Linked DNA regions of Zea mays: region 2 is linked to region 1. A link is a contact called in public Hi-C data. All regions are on one chromosome and are shown on one strand. Each heading gives the region's core, a stretch centred on a gene start, on an enhancer-like site or on the middle of the called end of the contact. The rest is flanking DNA. Distances are from core to core; before and after follow the strand shown. Region 1 holds the start of LOC115100998. Region 2 holds the start of LOC100284613 (40S ribosomal protein S16).

Evidence for each region. A called contact is a pair of places that touch in the nucleus more often than the background predicts.
Region 2: a Hi-C map of ear shows a contact between it and region 1, with 3 times the contacts expected there. The contact joins the promoter of LOC100284613 here to the promoter of LOC115100998 in region 1. A contact is called at or near these places in 2 of 25 Hi-C or Micro-C datasets (ear and tassel).

What each region holds. Positions count from the first base shown.
Region 1 is chr10:2,007,216-2,010,076 of Zm-B73-REFERENCE-NAM-5.0, reverse strand. It overlaps LOC115100998, which reads right to left and starts at 1,388. Exons shown (of 2, transcript NM_001371103.1): 1 at 592-1,388; 2 at 1-497. The coding sequence starts at 854.
Region 2 is chr10:2,199,210-2,202,070 of Zm-B73-REFERENCE-NAM-5.0, reverse strand. It overlaps LOC100284613 (40S ribosomal protein S16), which reads right to left and starts at 1,409. Exons shown (of 1, transcript NM_001157508.2): 1 at 613-1,409. The coding sequence starts at 1,327. The coding sequence ends at 878. It overlaps LOC103640683 (trigger factor-like protein TIG, Chloroplastic), which reads left to right. Exons shown (of 14, transcript XR_002265533.1): 12 at 15-110; 13 at 211-423.

The DNA.
Region 1 (2,861 bases), core at 139-2,638:
GATGCTGCTGCTGCTGCCGCTTCTTGGGTGGTGGTAGTGCGGCCCCGCCGGACTTGTGGTCGAAAGGGTCGATGTCAATGGCCGAGGAAGTCTTGATGGTGTCGGTAGCGTCGTCCCGCGCCGGCGAGGCGCTCTTCATCATGAAGCCGTTCAGCAGCTTGGAGATGTTGTCCGTGCTGGAGGCGTACGAGTAGGACGACGACGACGAGGTGTCGCCGTCGGTGGCGGCGAACTGCTGGGCGATGAGCTGGGTGACGACCTCATCAGCCGCTGGTGTGCTGTCGGCCGGGCAAGCAGCGTGGCTGTCCTTGGAGGAGCGGGTCATGTCGTGACGACGGCAATCGGCATGGCCGGCGGTGGGTTCGGAGGGGCGAGGTGGCGCGAAGATGGCGCCGATGGCTTGCTGCTTCCGGAGCTTCTTCTTGAGGTGGGTGTTCCAGTAGTTCTTGATGTCGTTGTCGGTTCTCTGTGGGAGGTAAGAAGCAATGGCCGCCCATCTGCATACATAGATATGCATATATATTGCACTTGCACCAACCATCCGGAGCTAGGTGACGAGAAGAACAAGAAGCTATGCATGATTATGGGTACCTGTTGCCTAGCAAGGCCTGGAGGTGGACGATGATGCCTTCCTCGTGGGGTGTGAAGTTGCCGCGCCGGATGCCGGGGCGGAGGTAGTTGGTCCAGCGGAGGCGGCAGCTCTTGCTGCAGCGCATGAGGCCCGTGCTGACGGGCACGGCGCGCCAGTTGCCGGGGCCGTGCTCCTGGACGTAGGACACCAGGACGATGTCCTCCTCCGGCGTCCATGGCCCCTTCTTGACCCCCGCCTTGTCGCAGCACGGCGGCCTTCCCATCGATCGTGTCCGGCCGGCCACTAGTATGTAGTACCTAATAACTTGGCTAGCTAGCTTCTAGCCTTGTTCGTTCGGTTGCTCTCGAAATGGAAGTCCGGCGGTATTATTATATTGGAAGGCGCTGAGGGGATCTCATTAACAAGCAGGGTTTAATCCTCTTCAATTCCTCCCAACCCCCCATCTTGGTTTTTGTTTTGGATGAAAGGAACAGAGCTAAGTGAGACAGTGAGAGTGAGCTCCTTTTCACTGCTAGCTGCTGTCATCTAGTTAACGACTAACCAACCCTAGCTAGCTTTGCTAGCAACTACCTGCGCGCTTTCTCCTTCACATGATGCATGAACCATAGAAATTGACACTTCAAAAGCAAGGATAGATTACCTGGAGGAACTGTTTGACTATAGGACTCACTCAAGGCAATTTATTCCGCCGTGTGTATGTAGGAAAAAGGTTGCCAGAGTTGGATGACAGCTACGTTTCAGCTACATCTATATATAGTATATAGATGAACATAAAGCACGAAGCACGAAAGCTCGGTCCAAAGCAAGTTTTTTTTGCCTGATATGAGCCTGGTCTGGCTCACTTTTATATGGGCTCGGGCCAGTCCAGCACGAATAAGCGGGCCAAACTCGGACAGGAAACTAAGCATAACGGGCTAGTCCGACCCGTTTACCTTTAAACCCGTTTTTTGTACTTAAACCGTGCTTACCGCACTGTTTGACCCGGTTTTTCTACTTAACGGACTGGCCCGACACCCGCAGCGGGCCGAACTCGAACAGGGAAACGAGCCCGCGAGCTTAGACGGCTCGACCCGATTTTTTAACCATGTCTAGCGGATCGAGCCTAAAACAGAACAGACTTCATCGGGTCCGAGCCGGGCAGGCCGGCCAAAGGCTCGTTTGCCTGTATATATATACATTTCTTGTATCTTTTTGATATTATTGTTACTCTACGATTCTAGTAAATTCTACGAGGCTTGTGAGAGATTTGTCGCTACCAACCAACCACATCCTAAATTTTCTCTGTTATTGCGATACTGATGGTGGTTAGTCTATCTCTATCGCAAGTCAATTAAATGAATTGACCCGGCCGGCCCGCTTCTGCATGATCGAGTGCATGACTTTATCAAGTGGTGAAGTAGGTCCACCCTCATAACGTACACGGCAATTTATATTAGGTCCACATGCATTGGCACATGCAAATTATATGCATGTACAAACTGACCCTTAGTTAGAGCCGCTTTGGCAGGGCTCCTCTAACACTCTATAAAAAATCTATAAAAAAGAGAGGCTCTTTGATGAGTTCTTTGGGGAGGAGTTTCTTAAAAAAAGCAACAGAAGCCCTCGAGCCAGAAAATGAGCTTCTACTGATCGCTCTCCCATGTTTTATCTTCGTCAAGCCCACTTCGCATAAGAAGTTGTGTTTCCAACCAAATAGAATACTCTTTTCAGAGCTATTCCTGAAAATAAGGAAAAAAAGCCAGAGCGGAGCTTGCATAGAAAGAGCTCTACTAAAGGGGCCTTATTAGGATATGTTAGTAGATCCCATATACCATCCCATATCTCATTTTTATTTCAAACCTCTTTATGTAAACAGTGTTAAATGGTGTCATCTATAATTTCGTGTCCCTTATTTTTCACACTCTCTTATGTATCTCCCACACTTACGTATGTACGTGTCACAACTCGGCATTCACATCCACATGCATGCAATATATTTTTCTTCTTCATAATTTCTTGTGTTCATCGTCACAATTAATAAAATCGATCGAGCAGGATCTTTTCACTCCTTCCCTAGCTCCATGACTGCTCACTGCAGGTATATATACTATGTGTATATTGGCATGTCTCTCTCTTTGTATACGTAGTCAAATGTCAGTGCATAGCTACCGTTTCTATATATATCACATGATTAGACTCTATTTTAATAAAACATAAAAGATATGTGGGTTTGTCTAAGATTTGAATCCTCAATTGTGCACAATTTTATCTTATTTTTGCATAAAATGGG
Region 2 (2,861 bases), core at 160-2,659, 190 kb before region 1:
GAATCATCATGCAGTACTCGACTGATCAGCTCGTCAAGGAAGTTGAGAACTCCATAGCGGAGTTCAAACAGTACAACCAAGACTATGATGAGGACAACATCAGGCAGCAGGTCTGGCTGTTTCTGGTTGTGACCTCCTCCACTAAACTACAGCCTAGCTCTGTTCTCACACTCATGCGTATGTATTTCTACGCGCGATTCAATGATGCAGGTCCAGGATGTCCTAGAGGCGGCGAAGGTGCTTGAATGGCTCAAGGAGAACTGCTCGGTCGAGTATATCAGGCGATGAGTCCCACGATGCTGGGTCAAGGAAAGCTCCTCTGAACGTGAGAAAGATGGTGGCTGGTGTGGCGGTCGGCAGTTTTGCGAGTGGCCTTGGTCCTTGCCAATGCCAACCAGCCTAGAGCAGTGCAGTGATTAAGAGGTGTGGCTAACAAACATTTGTCTATTGACTCGGTTCATGATATAAATTCGGATTTGGAGCTTTAGTAACTAGCATGTTTTCGGTAGAGACAATCACATCGCATTAGAGGGCGTGTTTGTTTGTGTTTATAATCTCCCCAGATTATATAATCCAACATATTTATATTTTGAACTTTATAAATTCATACTGTGGCCGATTGGTCGATCTTGCGCAAGGATAATCATGGAATTAAGAACGCTATACGAAGTGCATAAATATAAAATACCAATCGGTGTATACTATAAGCTAAATTTGAGGCACCAGTATTGCACTTAAATAGGATAAACATAAACTAAAATAAAATAAAATAAAATAAAGCCTGAGAAGCCTACGAATCGCCAACCATGTTATTATCAGAGTTCTGTAAAGTCGTAGCTAAACGGAGCCACGACAGCGGTCCGGCAGGCGCTGGCGCTCAGCGGTAGGACTTCTGGAACCTGGCGCGGGCGCCGCGGCCGCCGAACTTCTTGGGCTCGCAGCGGCGGGGGTCGGCGACGAGGAGGGTGCGCTCGTAGCGCATGAAGATGTCCTTGATCTCCTTTTTCGCCGCCTCGTCGACGTACTTCTGGTAGTATGCCACGAGACCCTTGGCGACGGCCTGGCGGATGGCGTAGATCTGCGACGTCTTCCCGCCGCCGCGCACGCGGATCCGCATGTCGATGTCCTTGAACCTGGACCGCCCCGCCAGCAGCACGGGCTCCATGGCCTTGAGCCGCAGCATCTCGGGACGGAGCAGCTCGATCGGGACGCCGTTCACCTTGATCATCCCTCGGCCTGGCTTCGTGTAGGCCACGGCCACGGCCGTCTTCTTGCGCCCGAAACACTGCACTGTGCCCGGGGTCGGGCGCTTCAGCACGGGACCCATGGTTGCGGGTATAGCAGCAATGGAGGCGGCGGCGGCGGCTAGGGCTGCGAAGGTGAAGGTGGCGGCGCGCTAGGGCTGCGGTGGCTTGGAAACGTTGCTGCGGTGGAGGCTTTTATAGTACGGATGGATGGAAGCGGTTTCCGGGATCGCCGGCGCCGACGAATGACTTGTTGGGCCGGGCCTTAGAAGGAAGGAAACCCGGTGGCTGGTGAGGCCCAGGTATTCGTTGTGATAAAATGGCCACTGGTCAAGGGCGGAGAAGCTAGGGTTTCGGCCCTCACGAACACTACTTGATCTTATCCGAGCGCGCCGTCCGGCAGCACCGCGGGCGGCGGCCGGAGTCGCCTCCCCGTGCCCGCGTTGCCCCCGCCGGCCTGCAAGGGTTGGTGGGTTGGTGGCGCGGTTCGTCGGGAAGAGGCGGCGCTTGCGCCCGCGGTCGCTGCCGGCGACGAGCGATGACGACTGCCCGCGGTCGGAGCGCGCGCGATGATGGCCGCGCGGGTTCCCCAAACACACTACACGAGATACTTCGCGATGTTCTTTTCCTTTGACATGTTCTTTTCCTTTGACATGTTCTTTTTTCGAAAAATTTGAAGTATTCTTTATTAAAAAAAAAGGCTTTTTATGTGTGTTTAATCCCGCTTGTCTTCTGTTTGTGCTTAGTCGTTCTATTAGTGTGGTTTGATTTTGTATCACGCTCGTCATTGACAAAGTGATTCCGTTCCGGAATGATACTAACAAAGAATGTGCCTTCTACTCTGTTACCACGGGTGGTCTTGGGTCCTTACCCTTCAGATGTTCTTGTTAACGGTTCTTCTCTCTTCGTCCAGCACATTGAACTTTATAGTACACTTAGTATCATTACATTGGTCCTTTTAGGATGGAGGGTGAACTATTAGAGTTATTATTAAGATGGTGGATGTTAGCTACGCTTTCATGGTGGATGTTTACTATGTTTTGTCATGTAAACAACTGCATGTCTTTAAATTTGTCTATCAGTATAAATAGTCACTGCACATGCTTAATAAGGTTAGATTACAACATCTGGTGCAGTCCTCTCCATATCTGATATTTTTCTGTTGCATCGATAGCCCTCATGGTTATTAAAAAATGTACTTGTTTGCCATGTATGTTGCTCAATATATGATTTGTGACTCACCTTGCTTGACAAGTTGGTATGATTAAGCGTTTTTTGGATCATGAGGGTGAGATGATAAACAACCTTTGGTCCACATAATTGGATTAGTGAGGTGGAAGCTTCGGATATAGCGGTGGGCTTTACGGTTGCCCTAATAGTGAACAGGTCCAGCACATTTACTACCATATTTTTCCCTTCGTAATCTAATCACTAAGGAGGATCGAAATTTTTTCATGCATAGCTTTGGTTCCCTCTCAACTGATTATTCACTTCAACTGTTTTTTAAATTCGTTAAGATGGAATGAAATTGCTTATTTAACCACCTATGCTGCCAATTTGTCCATTAGGGTTTCAGTTTATCCTGACATTTCATATATTTGGGACTTTTAAGTTGCC